Regions from separate parts of the Mus musculus genome. Here region 1 is linked to region 2. Evidence: chromatin contacts called from public HiChIP or PLAC-seq data. All regions are on one chromosome and are shown on one strand. The core of a region is the stretch at or near the end of the contact, and the rest is flanking DNA. Distances in the headings are between cores, read along the strand shown. Region 1 overlaps Clta (clathrin, light polypeptide (Lca)). Region 2 overlaps Reck (reversion-inducing-cysteine-rich protein with kazal motifs).

Region 1 (4,092 bases), core at 678-3,177, 120 kb before region 2:
ATCACCCGTCACAAAGGGAGGGATGCATGATCATGCTAGGGGCACCGTGACTCACTCGAACAGTCAGACATGCTCGCAGGGACATCCTCTGTGGCCTGTGACTTACATGTATCTCAATCTTTACAATACTCCCAAGAAGACACATTTTAGGTTCATTTTCAGCAGTGAGGGAGGGAAAAAAAACCCAAAAAAACCTCAAAAAGTCGAGTGAGCTTGCCATGGATAAGGGAGAACAAAGACTGGTCTGCTCGCAAGCTTACACTTGACTTCCTTCAGTAGGCCAGCCTGAAAATAACCACAGGATTATATAACCATCAAGGCCACCAGGAATGCAGAGGCAGCCCACCCTGTAATTATCATCTTGCAGAAGGAGAGTGAAAGCGGGGTGGCATCAAGTAAAGACTGGTCTGAAGAAGCAAGAGCGTTCCTGGGCATCCGTGGGAGTCACCTCCAAGTGTCCTGATGTTACAGACTCTCCTCTGTTGTTTAACTCACCAGAAACGGCCTGGCGCGCACATGAGACCCGTCTACTTGGGGTCCCGCTAAAGCCTCTGACACACTGGCAGGATTTCTGATGGTCCTGTCCATGACACACACGGGGCAGAGGATAAACCAATGGATTCTCAAAGTTGAGGAGGCCACATGAGCTTCAATGAAATAAAACCTACCACCAAACCCAAATCCAAGTGGACTACCCCCCAATTACTGCCCTTCTGTGGCTGGCAAGATGGCCCTGGGGTAGAAGCACTTGCCATGCAAGCCTCATGACCCAAGCCCAATCCTGGGTTCCACAGTGGAACCTTGAAATGTTTAAAACTTTAATTGCCTTTTGATTGGACTATATTCTATGCATTCTAACAATCATTAAAGTTATTTTTTGTTAGGGCTAGGCATGACAGCACACACCTTTAGTCCCAGTACTAGTAGGCAGAGGCAGATGGTTCTCTGTAAATTTGAGGCAGTCTGATCTAAGTATCAAGTTCCAGGACAGCCAGAGAAACAAGAGATACACAATAGAGAGACCGTGGTTTTTTTTGTTTTTGTTTTTTTAAAAAGTCTTTCTTTTCTCAAGTTTCATTGCATGGCCCAAAATGGATTTGCTGTATAGCTCAAACTGGCCTCAAACTTGTATGTTTCTCAATTACTAGGATTAGAGGGGGTATCACCATAGCCAGCGTACGTATTTTTCATTAAATGTTAGGATCAGTCTAACTGAAGTAAGATGGGCAGTCATCTGTAAGTAACAGTGTGTGCAGTATAAAACCCAGGCTGCCTGTCTGTCTGCTGGCTTACAGATTCACTGTGTGCTAGCACAAGTAACTGAGAGTCCTTACTGTTCAGCCTGATGGGACACAGCTCTAACAGCACGAGCTGGCGCGGGAAGGAAGGAGCCTCCTGAGAGCGAGGCACGCTGACGGGAACCTTCCTCCCCAGCCAGCCTCACCACTCCTTATAGGAGCCATTTGAGACCACGGCCACCGGCTCCGCTTCAACACCGTGCTTTCTCAGTTCTTACAGAAAAAAAGGGTGAAACCACAGAAACCCCCTGCCAACAAACATTGACTGCAATACAAGACCAAATGTTCGACTTTCCCTGAAGTGGCCATCTTGAGTTGGGACTGGGGATGCGCACCTGTAATCCCCGTGCCCAGGAAGCTCCTAAGTTTAAAGCCAGTTTGGTATGCACAACAAATCTCAGGCCAAATAGGGCTACACTATGAGACTCTGTGGTGGAGCTGGATGAAGGAGCCCCAGCTAAGAAAATTCTTCAAAGAGTTGCTCAAAACCCAAACTTGGTGGTTAGAAAAAAGAAAGAAGACATTTCCTACCACCAAAATGTACTTCCTGTGAGACAAACTCTGCCTCCAAGCCGTCACTAAAGACAGACAACGAGCAAGCAAACAACCACAGCTGCTAAGCCCTGTCATCCTGTTTGCAAGTCCCTTAACAACGCTCTCCAACACAGGAGCTTCCAGCCACACATGGCCACTGGAGTGTAAGCTTACTAAACATAAGTAAAGTTTAAAACTGAGTTTCTGAATCAGTTACAAGGACTTGAATACCCACATATGGTCAGGGCTACGATACTGTGTATTATCACAAACAAACTGGCCAGAGGCATAGATACCAAGTATCTCTACCTAGGAAAAGCCATTTAGTTACTGCTATTCAGGGTCACTCTGTTTTGAAAGCTTTGAAACTAGGGATAAAAGGTCTGGCACTGACTGGTTAGGCTATTTGGACAAGGTCTCTCCCTACTTCTAGGAGTCAGTTACCCCATCTGAAACCTAGGGAGCCATGTTTCATTAGGTAGAGTCTGGGAGAATACTGGCATAAGTACATGAAGACTTCGCCACTTCTAGGAGTCGCCCGTATGATAGAGCTGACCGGCCAATCAGAAGGAGTATGTGCACATCTCTCTATAAACCACACAGGGGTGATGGAGAGGCCCCAGCAGTTAGGAGCATTTGTTGCTCTTACAGAGCATCCAGGTTAGGTTCTTAGCACCCACACGGTGGCTCTCAACCATCTATCTTGGTTCCAAGGCATCCCAAACCCTCTTCTGGCCTCTGAAGGCACCAGGCACCACTGGTGTGTGTATGTAAACAAAACACTAAGGCACACAAAATATAATAAACAAATCTAAAAATAAATGAAGCCCACACATAGAGAGGCACACTCTTAACTAAATGAAAGCCATTAAGAGCTGGCATTGTAGCGTACGCCTTTACTCTCGGCACTCAGCAGCCCAACCCCGTCTACACAGCGAGCCCCAGGACAGGCAGGGCTACAAAGAGATGCTATTGGTCACCTCCTCACACTGTCACAGCAGGCTTCCCTCATCTTGAAGGAATAGGTGACATTAAGGTATACAATTCTACCAGAAGCTGATGCCAAGGCAGGGCCTGGCCTGCCCGGCGAGATGGCCATGCACACAGACGCACTTAGGAAGCAGTGTGGCTGGTGGGATGGATGTGGATCCCGAAGCACAGCAGACAAACTCACATTTGTTTTTACCACTTCTTAGCTGTGTGCTTCAAACAATCCACTTATAATCCTCAATACCTTTACTCATAAAAATGCAAAAGGGAGCTGGAGAGATGGCTCAGCAGCTAGGAGCTCTGGCTGCTCTTCCAGAGGACCTGGGTTCAATTCCCAATACCCACATGGCAGCTCACAACTGTCTGTAACTCCTGTCCCAGGGGATCTGACACCCTCACACAGACATACATGCAGTCAAAACCACCAATGCACATAAAGTAAAAATAAATATTTTTTTTAATGCAAAAAGACCCCTTACCTTATAGGAACAATTAGGCTAAGAAAAGAAGTCCAGGCTCCCTGTTATGATTTGGAAACGATAGGCTAGGACCCCCTAAGAGACTCATGTAGGGAGCTTGAGAGACGATTCAGGACTTTAGAAGACCAGCATCCACATAATGGCTCACAACCATCCATACCTCCATGTGCAGGGGATCCTACACCCTCTTCTGACCTCTGCAGGTACCAGACACATGACAGACATACATGCTGCTAAAACATTCATACACACAAATTCAACTATAAACCTTAAAAAAAAAAAGGCTCACGGTGCTATTTGTTGGGAAGTGACTGGACTACAAGAGATCCAACCTAATTGATGGGTGGATCCATGGCTGATTCACAACAGAATGGACCACTGGGAGATGTGGTAACAAAGGGGAGCCTGGATGAAGTGGTGGCTGCTGAGAGTCCTTCTGAAGGTAAATAACGTCCTTAGCCCCTGGCTCCTCTGTTTCCCATCTGCCTTGAGGTAACAATGTCCTCTGTCTGTTCTGCCAGGATGTTTCTATCTTGTCAGACCTAAAAAATCATAGAGCCAGGAGCCCTTTTCTGAAACGATGAGCCAAATCAAACCCTTTTCCCTAAGCTGAGTCTCTCCACTCTGATGTCACAGCAATGGAAAGTTACGAACACATTTCCTAACATTAGGTTCATCTTTCAAATGACAAATGAACCATCCGTGTAGCTCAAATGAACAGTACTTCAAGTTCCCATATACCCTTATGAACAGCTCTAGGTCAGTAACTGACTTCCTCCAGGCGCCCCCCT
Region 2 (4,193 bases), core at 1,237-3,736:
CTGGGAAGGGGTTCCCTCCAGGTCCCAGTGTGGATCCTGCAGGCTTCCAGCAGTGTGCTTGCTCACTCTCTCTAAGACTATATGGATTCTTCTTCCCTGGACTAGACTGCAAGCTTTTGGCAGACAGTGGCTCATCCCTGAGAAAGCTGATATACATGCACTGGGGTGTCAGCTCACTGCATCATCAGCTCCATGAATACAAGGCAGATACAAAGACAACTGCAGAGCTCTGCTCCAGGGACTCAGGCCAGTATTAACTAAGATATACTTAGGAGATACACACACTCTCTCTCTCTCACACACACACATACACACACACATACATACATTTTTAATTACCTCCAAAGGGAGGTAATACTTTAAATCTATCTCCCTTCCCTTCCCTTCCCTTCCCTTCCCTTCCCTTCCCTTCCCTTCCCTTCCCTTCCCTTCCCTTCCCTTCCTTTATTGTTTTTTAAGACAGGGTTTCTCTCTACATAGCCCTGGCTGTCTTGGAACTCACTATGTATATCAGGCTAGCCACAAACTCACAGAGACCTCCCTGCCATTGCCTCCTGAGTCCTGGGATTGAGGTATGTACCGCCACACCTGACAGTAGATAACTCTTTAGGGTATAATAGTTAGTGATCCATGGGAGATGATTTGGAAGAGGGGATCTGTTGGATTTTATTTGATTATATCTGGGAAGACTGTACTCAGCAAGAAGTGTAGAAAGATGACGACTGTGTGTTTTGGTGTGTGTGTGTGTTGCATGCCTTTAATGAATCTGTTGTTTAAGGCCAATCTGGTCTACATAGTGAGTTTCAGACCAGCCAGGGCTACATAGTGAAATCTTATCTCAAAAAGAAAGTTGGCAGAGAAGATTCTAGAATTGTCATTAAATAGGAGTAATTAAAGATATGGGGTCTGGGCTAGGGAAGTGGCTTCGTGATAGAGCATGATACCCTGGCCTCTACTCCTGGTACGACAAAAACAAACAACAAAGCATGAGAAAATAAGCCACCCAGAGAAAGGCCATTTAAGACGAGACAAGATCTCGGCTAGTCTGATACGACCAAGACCGTAGGCATACTCTTACACAGCTAAGGTATGGACGAGAAAAGAAAAGAACCAGGAACAAGGACATCAAACAGGAGTTTCTCCTAGGACAATGCTAAACAACAGAGCAGTGCACCCCAGCAAGTCTTACTATGGTAAGCCAGTACTGCAGGACCCAACAGGTTTCGCTCTTTTTGGAGCTCATCAGCTGCAGGTAACGGCCAGATCTGATATATACACCTCTGTGGAGGGTCACCATTCCTTAAGTTTCCCATCACACTCTGCTATTTACTCCAACAACTCTTGGCACTTCCTCAGTGTGAACTGATACATACTTTATATTTAGACTCTTACACTTTGTGTATGTGTAAGAGCAAGTGTGTACCCACTAGGGATCGAGCCAAGGGCTTCTAAGCCACATCTCCAACCTGTGTACTTTTATTAAAATAGCCAAAAGCTGTGTGAGGACAGCACAGCTGTCCAAAGCCTATGCTGTTAGCTGTCCCACCAGAACCACTGCAGCAGACTGACATTACACTACAGCTTAGGGGACCTCCAGCTGCCAGTGACATGGCTGGTTCTGCTTTTTCTGGTCCCTTAGACTGTTCCCCACCTCCCTTCTTTTATGCTTCTAACACAAAGTAACTCTAGAACCACGGTTAATTTGATGCAAACACATCTTTCAGCATACATTTACTGAATACTCGCTGCGGACCTGGCACAACCCCAGCAGGCATAAACAAACACATACTCAACACTGGCGTCCAGGGCAGAGTGAAGTGCACGCTAAAGGTGGTAAGAGTGGGTGAGGACTACATACACATTTCCTTTCTATACAAAAAACATTTCTGGGAACCGCAGGAAATAGATGGCTGTAGAAGATGACATGGGAAAGACTTGATTACATGCTATTCTCAACTGTGAACCACATGAATAATAAAAAAATACAGTTTTACACAAACCTGCACTTGTCACACGTAGCCATGTGCTGGCAGTGGTGCAGACAGCTGTAAGGTGGAACTCGCCTTAGGCTCTGTGGTCTAGGGCCTCTGTGCTGCCTTTATCTTAGCATTCTCACAGACCCAGTGGTCATCAGCAGAACAATCTAGTTATATTAGCATCCATCGCATGCATGCCTCACGACTTAGTGGCAACAGAGGGTGTTGGGTCCTGTAGGGTTAGAGTTACAGATGGTCGTGGGCAGCCATGTGGTGCTAGGAATTGAATCTAGGTCCTTTGTAAAAGCAGCAAGTGGTCTGAACCACCGAGCCTACTCTTCAGCTTCTTAAACCTTAAAAAAAAGGCCAATCTGAGAGATGAGATCTCACCCTGGGTTTTCTTTACTGTTTGTCGCCTTCTTTAAAGAAAACCGTCAAAGAACTACACTGAGGAAAGGAAGTAAGACACAGGAAACGACCGTTCTGTGTGTGGCCTGTCTGGAAAGCCCAGAGCAGCAGTGAGGAGAGGAAGAGGCAGACAGGAGCATGGAGGTCTGCGGGCAGCTGAAGCGCTCACTTCAGTGGCTTGAGCAGCAAATGGGAAGGCCACATTAGGATTTGTAAATTTGTGTGCTACCTTAATGTCCTGAACTAAAATTTAAACTCATAATTTTATCACCATCACCAGGTCTCTGGACATTTTGCTACCTTCACATCCCTCACAGAATTTATCAATGTCTCCTCTGACAGTCAAGGAAAAAATAACAATAATCTGAAATTCTAAAAATTACCAAACTGGTATCCAAAAGAAAAGGTTCACAGATAAGTTGTTGACAAAGATGGTTTGAAAGACCACTATAGGTTATGTCTCATATCTCACAGAAAACAGTTTCTCAGTTTGCTGAGTTTTAATCAGGTTAGTCACAGAGCGGCCTCCCAGTCCCAGCACATTTTTAGTTTACATAAAAGTAATAGGTTTCACCGCGACAGTGTCACACATGCACGTGCACACACACGGATCATTATATTTTGTTCTCACTTGCCCCCTACTCTCTCACTTAATCCCACTCTCCTCTCCAACCATCTTAATGATGCATTATTTCCTGAAATCCTTTTGGATACAAAATTCTAGATTAACAGCTATTTTCTTTAAGAACCATGTAAATAATGTCTTCTGCCTTCTTTTGTTACTTCTGAGAAATCAGCTATTGGTCATTTTTGAAAGAAAGTTTTTTTTAAAATTCTTTTTAATGTAAGTGATGAGGTTGATGACAATGATGCTATAATATGTAGATACAATCTCTTTGGTTGTTTTTTGTTTTGTTTTTTCGAGACAGGGTTTCTCTGTGTAGTCCTGGCTGTCCTGGAACTCACTCTGTAGACCAGGCTGGCCTCGAATTCAGAAATCCGCCTGCCTCTGCCTCCCGAGTGCTGGGATTAAAGGCGTGTGCCACCACCGCCCGGCTGTAGATACAATCTCTTGCAGCCTGGGCTGACTTGAACTCACTTGAGTATGAACCTGAACATAATCCTCCTGAGTCTATCTGGACTCACAGGACAGAAACACTACCCCAGCTTCCGCTATGTTTTTATTTCTTCAATTAAATTTTTATTTTATGAAATTCTTTCCAACTATACTTGCTCTGTGTATTTTCAGGATCTTGTTTCTTACCCATATTAAATATCTTATGGTCTGCATGTGAGAGTCTCTATAGCGCAGGCGCCTGGGCCTATGCTGTTCACTACTGTTCCTACATGTGAATCTCTATAGCAGGCACCTGAGGTTTATTCTGTTCCCCACTGTTCCTGCTGGCTCTTGTCTCATGGCCTTGTTCTCTAGTAAGGTTTGTGATTTTTTTTTAACTGTGAGTTGCTTACTTTCCTTAGAATTTTATCTGTGGGAGCTTTAAGTCTGGAATAAAATTCCCTTCTTCCAGAGAGAATCTGTGTTATTTGTCTTCGGCATCTAAGAAAGGACTACCATTTTAAAATGATTTTAGATACAGTCTCAGCTTGGGATTTTCTAAGCACCTACTTCGTGTGAGTGACTTAACTAGTAACACCAGTTTTCAAGAGGGACGTTAGGTTTGAGAGGCAGCGTGTTCCTCTACAAAAGGAGACGGTCACAGTTTTGTCCCCCGTATTTCAAGTGCAGCCTCTTTGAGGAAAGATCACAATTGGGTTTTCCATCTTCTGTTGGAACCAAAAATCTCTTCC

Evidence for each region. HiChIP or PLAC-seq counts read pairs in DNA pulled down with a chosen protein or histone mark.
Region 1: a contact with region 2 is called in a BATF HiChIP or PLAC-seq map of CD8 T cells, with 8 read pairs. The contact joins two enhancer-like sites. A contact is called at or near these places in 1 of 39 promoter capture datasets (the SN4741 cell line), 1 of 15 datasets of contacts at CTCF or cohesin (the NIH/3T3 cell line), 3 of 484 Hi-C or Micro-C datasets (cortical neurons and regulatory T cells), 30 of 115 datasets of contacts at active chromatin or transcription factors (the 230-238 cell line, CD8 T cells, the HPC-7 cell line and 18 more) and 3 of 9 other capture datasets (adipose tissue, embryonic stem cells and liver).

Annotation. Positions count from the first base shown.
Region 1 is chr4:44,020,261-44,024,352 of GRCm38.p6, reverse strand. The region is part of intron 4 of Clta (clathrin, light polypeptide (Lca)); the gene reads right to left. Among named protein-coding and RNA genes, the nearest start is that of Clta, 18 kb to the right of the region's middle. Within about 2 kb of position 1,927, at least 54 of the 459 cell types and tissues checked have an H3K27ac peak or open chromatin away from gene starts, as enhancers often do. A contact at or near this core is called in CD8 T cells, the SCID.adh cell line, T-cell acute lymphoblastic leukemia and 3 more, where this site is marked.
Region 2 is chr4:43,902,149-43,906,341 of GRCm38.p6, reverse strand. All of the region lies in intron 6 of Reck (reversion-inducing-cysteine-rich protein with kazal motifs), which reads right to left. Among named protein-coding and RNA genes, the nearest start is that of Reck, 29 kb to the right of the region's middle. Within about 2 kb of position 2,486, at least 51 of the 459 cell types and tissues checked have an H3K27ac peak or open chromatin away from gene starts, as enhancers often do. A contact at or near this core is called in CD8 T cells, the SCID.adh cell line, T-cell acute lymphoblastic leukemia and 3 more, where this site is marked.